Linked DNA regions of Ovis aries: all the other regions are linked to region 2. Evidence: chromatin contacts called from public Hi-C data. All regions are on one chromosome and are shown on one strand. The core of a region is the stretch at or near the end of the contact, and the rest is flanking DNA. Distances in the headings are between cores, read along the strand shown. Region 1 overlaps NFIA (nuclear factor I A). Region 2 overlaps NFIA (nuclear factor I A). Region 3 overlaps LOC105612174 (a long non-coding RNA gene).

Region 1 (3,561 bases), core at 942-3,441, 290 kb after region 2:
TGGTCAGGGGCAGAGCCAAGATCCAAGGACAGGCCCACCGAGGGCTCCCAGCTGTGTCCTTTCTGAGCCAATGTGTTCTCCCGCCTCTCCAAACAGAAGTGAAAGCCTTAATCTAGGAACACATTTTATAATAAAACTTTTCTGAGTGTAAGCAATAAAATACAGGACTCTTAGTGAAATTTAAAGTAAATGAAGTACGTATTTTGGAGTACTCTAACTTGACCATTTCATGCCCAATGTGCTTCTGTGTGGTACAAAAAATAGAAAACAGAACAGGACCTACAGATGACTCCTATTATTGTGGGACTGAAAATGGGTTTCAAATGAGTAATCAAATAAATCAACAAGACCACTCCGGAATGCTAAAAGTATGAAGGAAATATCAACATGAAGGCTGATTTTAGATATAATGTTCCTCTACAGAGGTATCACTTGAAGTGGGAGCCGCAAGGTAAGAATTAGCCAGCCACAGGAAGAGCCAGAAAGAAAAAAAAAAAAAGTATTCTAAGCAGACAACAAGGAGCAAAGAAGTTGCCAGGTTCCAAAAATCAGAAGCAGGTCAGTAAGCCATCCAAAAAGCCCCTTGGTATAACATGAGGTTGGAGGACACCAGGCAGCGTCTGTAAGCCATGGCATCAAGTTTGGATTTTATTCTAAATCCAGGGGAAACCACAAGAGATTTTTAAGCAGAGGGATGATTAAAAAAACTAATTCAATTCTTTAAACACCATTCTCGCTGCTGTTTGTAGAATCAAGATGGGAAGAGGCCTGAACACTCGGGATTACAGAAGTACTTCCAGGAAGGATGGTGGTGGTTTGAACTAGAGATATTTCCCCTTTCCCTTTTAGATTGATAATTTTCCATACAATAACTGAGGATTTGTTTCATATTTCTGCCTGTTGTTTATTCAGATTTTAGTGCCCTTGGAGCTCAAAAAGATCTTAACTATCTTCTTTAATGTCTTCGTTTTACCTATGTGGAAATTGAGGTACAGCGAGCTCACCTGACTTAGACAAGTAATTTAACAGATTTCAAAATCAGACGTCAGGGGGCAAAAGCATACTAGAACATGTAAACATACAAAGGTTTCTGCTGTTCCTCATAAGCTTGCCAAGATTCCATCATTGGCATTTACAGGTATCCTTAGGTTTGTCCTTTTCAAAGTGCTTAAATCTCACGTAAATTATTTGCCTATTAAGTAGCCCACCATTCAGCCTGGACACATAGATGGAGCCTACAGGGTTAAGAATCCGAGTAAGAGTCAAGTCATGGAACTGTGTTATGTCTGGGAAAAGTTCATAAAAGCAATTTTAAACTCCTCTGTTTTCCTTCAGTTCCTTCCTTCACGGTTATGTGCAAATCATACCTTAGTCTCTACGGCTGCATTTTGCTATTTTCCTCTTGTTCCCCAAAGCAAGCTCCCCAAAGTGACAATGCTTTAAAAAATGGGGGGAGGGGGGACAGTATGAAGTTCTTCCGAGTTCCTGCTCTCTTCGAGTAGGGCTCCTATCACACAATAATGTGTTATTTTGTTGAATTTTGGCATCCATCGAGCTTGTTTGGTCAGAAGCCAAAAAATTAGAGTGTGTCGGTCCACCAGTTTCTCAGCAGAGAAGCTCTCTTCTCACCCAGCGAGTGTGCTGTACCCTTGGCCTCTGGCCAAGAAGGGAAATCCATTTTACATAAAGAATGCACAAAGCTCAAGTGCTCAGAGACTTTTTACCTACTAAAATAACTTTATGGACAAATGCCAGTCTGCTAGACACATTCTGCAGGAACATTTGGCACGCAAAACAAGGTAAAGCGCTCTGTGGAGGTAGCAAGTTTCTCAGCAGCGAGGAAATGGCTGAGCGTGCCCTCGTGGCGCGTCACGTGCCCGGCCCGGCCGGCGTGATTGGCTGCGGCCGAGTAAATACAGCCGCCATGTAAGGAGCCCAGCGTCGCCCTGCGCCGGCTTCTTAAAATGGCGGCCGAGCCCGCACCACGAGAGGCCGGCCCGGACCGCTCCCGGCTTCCCCCCTGAAGTTTTCTGTTTTTGTTTTTGTTTTTCACGAAACCTTACGGATTTGAGTAGAAACAGATTTCTCACAACTTGCTTCTCGGGCTCGATTTCACAGTTCGGCATACACTCGGGCTCTGTCAAAAGCTTGACAGTGTTCCAGGGAAAATATTAACTGTAAACTTTCCAAGAGAAATTAAAGGAGCAGGCAGCAATGTCAGGACGCCCTCCCTTCGGAAAGCACACCCCCAGGTTGTGCCTGGATGCGTTTAGGAAAGCAGCACAGGCAGCCCGAGCTCCTGCGACCTCCAGGATGGTCCCACTTCACCATGTCACCCGGTGGAAAGGGGGTGGGATGGGGCACCGGGGGAAACACATCCTCTTTGGCCAGAAGGCACGGAGGTCTCTCACTCTCCCTCTCAGGCCTGACCAGTTGAACACTGCACACTCTGATGTATAAATATTTGCCTCTGGCTAAAGTTCAAGCAGCCCTGTGTGGCTGCCAGACACAACAGAAAACCAACATCCAAGGGAAAGTGTTTACTGCAGTGGTGGCCAAAGGAGCAACTGCCAGCAAGAGCGTGCATCTGATTGGCCAGGCCTGCCTGCGGTGTTATCCTAAAGCACCTGGCCACTAGCCACTGCCGCTGGGGTGTTCCCACCCTTTTGGTGATGGTGATGTTCTTTAATGCACAACCTTGCCACAGTTAATACAAGACCAATACACGTGCTGATGGTTTCACATGTGTCCCTCCTGAGAGAGGGGCCTGAATGAGCCAAACCATGTATACCTGCTACCATTACTCCAAAACAAGCGTCCACTTCTTGAAGCTACCTCAGTAGGGCCTATGCCTTTTTCACAGTCCCACCTCGCCAAACTACGGGTGTTTCTCAGATCCAATGACTCCTTCCCACCTCCCAATTCTCATTCCTATCTATTCTATCATTAAATTCCTCAATCATCATTTAATGATTAAGCATCTTTGAAATACCTGCAAGAAAATAAATTAGGAGAAACTTCTGATAGCTGTAACAGGGTATTTTAAATAAAGCATCCTTCAAATTCTCTCTCCAAATACCAAAACATACATTCGTTGTTGTTTAGTTGCTAAGTCGTTTCCCGACTCTTCTGCAACCGCATGGACTGACATTAGTTAAAGCTATTTCACCTGTGCTACTACAGTTCTGAACCAGAAATAAAAGTAGCTGCCCATCAAAAGATTAAGATCTCTAACTGGGATAAAGGAACTAAATGAGAAAAGGATCTTCAAGAAAATCTTTGCAGAAAAGTTATGAGTTCATAGTTTATGCTAAGCAAGAAGCTAGCAGGGCAAAGACTTTTCATGGATTTTGGTCTTCAGTATTCAGGGCAGTTTGAATACAACCAAGACAAGTCACCATATTTTTAAATTATTGTCATCCATGTAACGTTTCTATTTCGTAAACAATAATGTATGAATCAAACTTCTTCAATGCTGAAATTAAGTGTTTCTGTTTAGTTGAACTGCAAAGTTACAGAAAAAACGGTACAGAAAAATCAGAGAATATGAGGATAAGAGCA
Region 2 (3,483 bases), core at 878-3,377:
GTTGAGGATGCGTCCATGTTACAGAGTTGAGAAGGGGTCAGGTGGTCTGTCTGGTGGATGGTGGGACGCTGCGACTTTTATCCCAGGTACCAGGACTGGAAGACAAGAGGAAAAGCGCAATTAGAGCCACAATTTGGAAAATAACACATTTTAACAGTGGCCTTTCCACTGGTGAAATCAAGATCTGTGTTAGGGGTAAAGGGCGGTTTTCACCGGTAAAAGTAAAAGAATGACGAACAGTAGAGCTTAAGACCCTGAAACTGCTCCTACTCTCCTGAAACTGGAGTTCAGTGTCTTTGCTGGGGGCTGCCAATGCTCTGAGTGTAACCTGCACAACCAAGTACTTATGCCTACTTGAAAGACATGCATGGTACGGACGCTCCAATCTGGCGAGGGCAGCTGTAGCAGAGCAGGAAGCTCTATCACCTGGTTTTTGATTGAACCCTCAGCGCCTAGCTCAGTGCCTGGAATACAGGCTTCCAAACAAAGCAGAGGGGAATGAATGGAGAATGGGTGAAGGGAGAGGGTTTATATCATCATGGATGTCTTCTCTGATGAATCTCACGGCATCTCCTTTTCAATGAGAAGTTATCATAATGTTCTTGTAACAGGCACAGAGGATCAAAACCGACAGAAGAGTAAATGGAGCTCAAGCAGGGCAAGTGCTGTACCAAGAATCCTGGGTGACTTTGGAGAAGTCCTAGTATTTCTCTTCTACTCAGTCTCCTTAGATGTGCATGAGGTAGATTTTACGATGTAAAATGCTCCTCTCAGCTCAATATTTCTAAAATAAAATGTTTAAAAATGACATATAATCGTCAACTGGTATCAAAGATTTTACCATAGCGTCCAAAGGAAAAAACGAGGCCACGGGCACAGCCCTCACGCGTGCTTTTGCTCCTTTGACGTTTATTTACAGCCTTGCATCTAACTGCCGGACCCAGTTACCAGTTGCCTTTTCCTTTCATGAGCCCTTAGGTGGTTAGCTTTGGCAATAGTCTGGCGATACGTCGCTCTATACGCTGGCACTTCTTTCTCTGTTAGCTAAACAAAGTGACCAATTACGGTTTAGTATCAGAGTCAGTTTCTCAAGTCAGATAAAAAAGTACATGGCTTTTGCCAACTTTTCTCCACAGCTACCCTACCAAATTCACCACATTTATTCACAGAAAAATCATCAACCTCAAGCAAAATTAAACGCTTCTGAAACCTCTGAGTTGACAGTATTAGAAAGGGCTGCATTTGGGTTGACTCAGTCAGATGAAGGCTCATCCGTGTCCAAGAGATTCAATTAGGTAAAGCAAGGACTCGTTTGATTCCAGGATAAATGGCAAAATGATAGCTACATGGAGGTTGGGATAAGATTTCCTAGTCACACAAGCTACCTTTGATTTCCAGAGGACTTGAAGGGAAAAAAAAAAAAAAAAAAGAAAAGCCTGAAGTCTAAACCGAAAAACTGCTCATCCTGTATACTTTCAGATGTTATTCTTTGACCACATGCTTTGAGGAGCACAATAAAGCCTCTTGTGTCCTGAAAGGAAATCATCCTGGCAAATACACAGGGCCTAAATCGAACTGGACAAAAGAAAGAAGAGGGGGGAAGAGAGGAGTCAGGAGGCAGTCTCCAAACCGTATTTCTAGCTGGACTCCCGCATAGCTGACGCAGATCCGAGATAGAGCCGAGTTCTCCCTGGAACCAAACAGTCTCAAACTTGGGATGCGGCGGGTCACGCTGACAATGTCTGTTCTCACACTTTCTAAGTCAGTTGTGAAATTCCAGACTTTAAATCTGACGCTGCGTCGTAGTTCTCAAAGCAAGCGCCTGGGACTCAGTGAGTCAGTAGGGGGAGCAGTTTTCCATTCCACAGTTTCTGGACACAACCTCAGTGCACTACAAAAATCTGCAGTGCCTCTACACTTCTCTTAAAAAGCAAAGCAAAGGAAAAAAAGTTTCTTCACACATCTTACTATTCAGTGTGTGCCTTGCCGACAAGGTTACCCCAGAGCAGCTCTGTAATCCTTCACTGAAATAGGCTTTATTGATTGCTCTGGTCTATTGTTCTCTTTTCAAGTCCCCCAAGTTCAAGTTCATCCTGGTGTTACATCATGTCTGGTTGCTAAGAGCAACCAGACAGACCCAGACGTGACTATCATTAGCAAGAAACCCTCCGCTCTCCTCCCACCAACCTTCCAGTGGCTCTGACGTAGCAGGCCCACTGCAAACACATTGAAGTATTTATTCTGCCTAATTTATGACCTACCCAGCAAGCGAGACCCCCACTCCAAAAACCAACACTGTTGTATATTTAATTAATCTGTCTTTCTCTGGCACTTGGGAAAGTTAGACAAAGGACTAATTATTGTGTTTCACTCTCCACACTTTTCTTTTGGGGGTGTGTGTGTGTGTGAATATTTGCATGGGAAAGAAAACTACAGGCCCGGCATTGGCTGTTCCCCCCCTCCTTTTCTTTTTGCCCTATTGACATTTCATGAAATACTTTAGCTGCTTAAGGGAATTAGAAAAAAAATGCGATGTGAATGTTACTCCTTCTGAGTTGGTATTCAGTAACACAAATCAACTCATGACATGTTTAAATTTAAATGCTAACCACACACTCTCAGAGTTACTTTAAAGGTTAGTTTTTAATCAATAGAAGTTGCTGACTCCGGGTTTTTGAGCTGCGCAGTGCAGCTCTTGGGCTTTTGTCTAACGTTAAAGCTTTCAAACTTTTTTTTTTTTCCTTGAGATGATTTTAGCAATGATTTGCAGACACAGAAGACTATTGTGCTCTGACCAGCAACATGTCACCAGAGAGAGTTGCCCTGGGGTGGGGTGTCAATATGACTCCTGAAGGCCTGGGTTGGGGGTCTTTAATAAGCCGTGAAAAAAACTTAATTAACCCTTTCAGGCCCAAACCAAAACCTATTCTTAAACTTTTTCACTCCTGTAATTTGACCATTAGTCCTTATTTCAACATTACACTAATCTTCATGACAATTAACCCAGCTACTTGACCAAGGCTTTCCAGAATGGGAAGTCAGCTGGTTAGGGGAACTACACAGGGAATTTTTTTCCCTTTTGAATGAGGGCTCCTTGATTAAATCATTTATTCATAGTGATGGCAGATAAGCAACTAAAATACTAAAAAATAGAACCCATTCATTTCATCAAATGTTCTCATGACTAGTTTGTAGCTGAAGGCCTTCCTTAATTCCATTATGATGAGTGTGATAGCTGCACATGTCTAAGCCACTCGATTTTTAAAAACTTCCATGAACTATGAATAATGTGCAATAGACAAGATAATGTTTGTAAAAGCCCATTTTTCTCTTGTGATATTCTCTTACAAAATCTATAATTCAAGGTGTGCAAGTTGCAAAACATTACTTGACGAATAATTCTGGGCATTTTCTTGTTGGGTTGTACAAGAAAAATATGAAAGAAATCTGAGACTGTTAAATTGTTGGGGTTGAGGAGCAAAT
Region 3 (3,808 bases), core at 293-2,792, 420 kb after region 2:
TTTCTTTTTTAGTGTTCCCTACCTCCTAAAGTTATGAGTTAATAAAAACGCTGCCCTATTTTTTTTTTTTTTTAATACATAAAGACACTAAATTTGAAGTTAGTGTTGCAGCTAAACTCTCCTGGAGCCTAGCGATCGGTTCTCATCTCTTTAATGCCAGCACTATTGTTCTTCAAATTTATTAAAATAACTCTTTCAAGGCCTTTGAGAAAATGTAATAAATGCTAATTGGAAAAAAAAACCAAACTCATTTATTTTACTTTCTCAGATCAAGGAAAAGAACGCCAAGCAAAATAATAAAATTTATGTTGTTTATTTTCAAGCGACTCTATTTTCAGTAGCTCTTTTTCTTCCTTAACTCAGGAGCTTTGTTCGATTCCATGTCTACGTATCCCCAGGTGCTCCCACTAACCCACCCATCTGTTCACGCCCCGAGAGACTGCAGGAGTGGATACCGTCCTAAGGGAACCCTCCCTGTATTTGCTACCTGGCTAAAGCGCTCCGTTTCAGAAGATACCAGAAAATGTCTTCTTCAGAAACTACCAATGAAGGAAATCATTTACCTAATTAATTCAAGAGCCTCAAGAGGAAGGACTTTGGGCCTGGAGATCCTCATACTAGTGAAAATCCCTTTAGTCCTTCCCCCTCTGACCCGTGAGGGACCGCGTCAGCTGTCTGTTCAAGAGCGGCCCTGGCCAGCGGCTGCCCCTCCCGATGTGCCCCCAGATGGCACAGCCGAGGCGCACAGACGCCGCCCGCCCGGACCACTATCCGGTTCACCACTATGCGACCCTGGCCACCCTCTACCCACCTCCTCACCCCCAGCGTGGGCCCCCTCCTCTCCTTTTCTCTTCCTTCTCACCCTCCCCAGTGATTTTTATGGGGGTGGGAAGTAAAGTGGGAACGTTTCCTCCATCGCGATGCCCACTTCCTCAGCCGTCTCCCACCCGGGTGGACTGGAATTAAAATCCGGGAATTCAACTTTGCTGCAAAACCTCTGGTTCTTAAGGAGGGGCCGGAGGGAAGGAAGACCCCGCAGGGAACACGCGGCCCAAAAAGGCTCCCACCCCGCCCCACTGCCATCCCGCCGGGAGGATGAAAGCAAAGTCCCGGGAGGGGCCGCTGGCTCCCCGAGGGGGCAAGGGCTTGGGGCGGAGGAGGCTGGGGCCAGGTGGCGAGTGCCGGGCCCGGGCTTCAGGGTTCCTGGGTACCCAGACCCTCTTCCCAGGCAGCGCGCTCCCGCCCCTGCAGGTGCACCCTCCGCCCCCTTTTAGGCCCCCTCCGTGGAAACCGCCTTCCGGCCCAAGTTCGGTCCCTGGAGGCTTTGAACGTGGCCTTTCAGAAGTTTTTAAAGCTGCCCCGCCTCGCCCAGCATTCACGGGTCACACTCTTCCCCCGATCCCTCCACCCCCGCTACAGCTGCAGCACCGGGGGTGGGGGATGGGGGAAGGGGGAGGGCCGGCGGAGGCTCTGGGGTCGGAGCACCACCTCGGAGCCCCAGGCTCGGCCTAGAGCGCTTGGAGATCCGCTCCCTAGCCCGACCTCGGAGGAAGCGCCGACAGACAGCTCCCGCACCGCACCGGCCGGAGGGGGCAGGGGACGGGAGCGGAGGGGCGAGGCGGGGGAGAGGAAGAGAGACCGGGCTGGGGCAGGGGCGGGGGCGGGGGGCATGACCGCATTACCAGGGTTCCTGTGCAGGGCGCCAGCCAAGGGACTATTTAAAATGGCCTTGAAGGGAGGCCGCTGGTGACCGGTGTCCTCGCCCTCCAAGTTCCCCGAGCGAATCAGGGCGCCACCTGCAGGCGAGTTCCAGATTGCAGAAGGGAGAAGGGGAGAAACTGCCGGTCAAGAAAAAGAGACCCAGGGGAAGAAGCAGGGCCCGGTTTTGTCCAGGGAGCCGTCTCTCTGATCCTGAGTCTGAGTTCTGAGCTCCAGAATTAACGGAACTGTTAGAAGAAGAGGGAGTCCCGAGGGCACTGAGAATGAACTTTTGGGGAGTAGGGGGTTGGGGTAGTAAACACAGGAATCCGGGAATTCGTGGATCAAAGAAATCCCTCCTCCGGGCTAGTCCGAGGGAGTGCAGCTTGTTTCACTAAGAGTGGCCCTGTGACCTTAGACAGGTTACTTGATTTTTCTGAGTCTTGATTTCGTCATCCTTTAAAAAGGGGAATAGTGATACCTGTCTGACAGGATCCTTTCTAGAGTTAAACAGCGTACTATGCGATGCCTTCTAGAGGGAGCTTTCAGCGATTTTTAATAAGGAAAAAAATGTCTTTTACTCTAACAAATCTAACTTATAAGCCCTTGTCTACTGTTTTCTGTTTTTTGAAGATTAGGGCCTTAGAAGAGGGTAGAGCGAGCCAGAGAGAGATGAGTGTCTGATTAGAAGGACCCGTCAGTAGAAGTTGTGATAACTACTTTCTCTAGCTAATCCCCTCCTCTTAGACAAATAATAGCATTCTAATATGGATAACTTACTATTGCTATTTTGGGGCTTCCCAGGCGACACTAGTGGTAAAGAACCTGCCTGCCAGTGCAGGAGACTAGAGAGAGACACAGGTTTGATCCCTGGGTTGGGAAGATCCCCTGGAGGAGGGCATGGCAAACCACACTATTATTGTCTGGAGAATCCCATGGCCAGAGTAGGCTGGTGGGCTTCAATCTATAGGGTCACAAAGAGTCAGACACAACTGAGCACGCACACACACAGTATTATCTCATTTCATTTTTATCACCTTACATTGTTTATGTTATTCTCATTTTGAATATGAGGAAATAAAGAGGATACAAAGAATAGTTGGTATATTTTGTTTCTTCAAGAAATTTTCCTATGTCAACAACTCAGATCTACATTTCAGAATCTACCTTTAACATCAATTTAAGCACCTACTATGTGCATGTGATTCTCATAACACTTCCATGAAGTAGGACCTCAAGTTCATTCTTCATAGAAGAGGAAAGCTTGGTTCAGGTATATGGGGGTTGGGGGTTAGAGAGTAGGAGAATAGGGGGTCACTTAAAATCCTTCAGAGAAGTGGTGGAGCCAGGTCATGAAGAGCCTAGCTCTTCTGATTATACATCCAGGTGCCTCTGTTGCACCATAACTTAATATGGTTCCAACTAGCTTTGGGACACTGCTACAAGTTATTGGGAAAGGTCACTTGGAGAAGTGGCATCTTGGTGGTTTTGCCATGTTGAAGGTGTGGTAGAAGATGGTGTTTATGGCCTTTAGCAATGGTCGAGTATTACATTTCATAAGGAAATATTGATGGTGGAGGAAGGTGGCGTGTGTACCATGGGAGAAGCCAAACAATGAGTTGATCTAGTTACTCATTAACAAATATGAGTAACATATTTAGTGACCAAACCAACCAAATCTCTTTATAGCATACTATCACACTGAAAATTTTTGTATAATGTAGCTATGGCAAAATCCTGGCATCTGACCCATAGTGATGGTCCTTTGTAGATTTGGTTACAAAAATTATTTACAATAAGTAATTTTGAATATTAAATATTTTTGCTGATACCTGCATCCATGGAATAGTAACAGTTCATGATGAAAGGATTGGATTATTTGGCAGGAAAATTATACTCCTTTCAGTACTTTTGTTTTTCCAAATTGTGTAACAATGACTCACTAACTCCCCTTCTTCTTATCTACCTAGGCACCAAATCAAACCATGTTGAAGGTGTGGTAGAATATGGTGCATTCCTACCCAGAATACCTTCTTTTCACTTTTCAGAATAACTAAACATAACAAACATTTATTGCCTGGAGAATCCCCACAGAAAGAGGAGCCTGGTC

The links. A called contact is a pair of places that touch in the nucleus more often than the background predicts.
Region 1: a Hi-C map of tail adipose tissue shows a contact between it and region 2, with 2.2 times the contacts expected there. The contact joins two enhancer-like sites. A contact is called at or near these places in 2 of 16 Hi-C or Micro-C datasets (skin fibroblasts and tail adipose tissue).
Region 3: a Hi-C map of hypothalamus shows a contact between it and region 2, with 6 times the contacts expected there. The contact joins two enhancer-like sites. A contact is called at or near these places in 7 of 16 Hi-C or Micro-C datasets (hypothalamus, liver, mesenteric adipose tissue and 3 more).

Annotation. Positions count from the first base shown.
Region 1 is chr1:36,424,306-36,427,866 of ARS-UI_Ramb_v3.0, reverse strand. The region is part of intron 2 of NFIA (nuclear factor I A); the gene reads right to left. Among named protein-coding and RNA genes, the nearest start is that of NFIA, 110 kb to the right of the region's middle. Within about 2 kb of position 2,191, at least 42 of the 54 cell types and tissues checked have an H3K27ac peak or open chromatin away from gene starts, as enhancers often do. A contact at or near this core is called in tail adipose tissue, where this site is marked.
Region 2 is chr1:36,710,590-36,714,072 of ARS-UI_Ramb_v3.0, reverse strand. NFIA (nuclear factor I A) reads right to left here. Exons shown (of 10, transcript XM_060410138.1): 10 at 1-95. The coding sequence ends at 19. Among named protein-coding and RNA genes, the nearest start is that of TM2D1, 250 kb to the left of the region's middle. Within about 2 kb of position 2,127, at least 27 of the 54 cell types and tissues checked have an H3K27ac peak or open chromatin away from gene starts, as enhancers often do. A contact at or near this core is called in hypothalamus and tail adipose tissue, where this site is marked.
Region 3 is chr1:36,289,390-36,293,197 of ARS-UI_Ramb_v3.0, reverse strand. LOC105612174 (a long non-coding RNA gene) reads left to right here. Exons shown (of 6, transcript XR_009599378.1): 6 at 399-981. Among named protein-coding and RNA genes, the nearest start is that of NFIA, 27 kb to the left of the region's middle. Within about 2 kb of position 1,542, at least 36 of the 54 cell types and tissues checked have an H3K27ac peak or open chromatin away from gene starts, as enhancers often do. A contact at or near this core is called in hypothalamus, where this site is marked.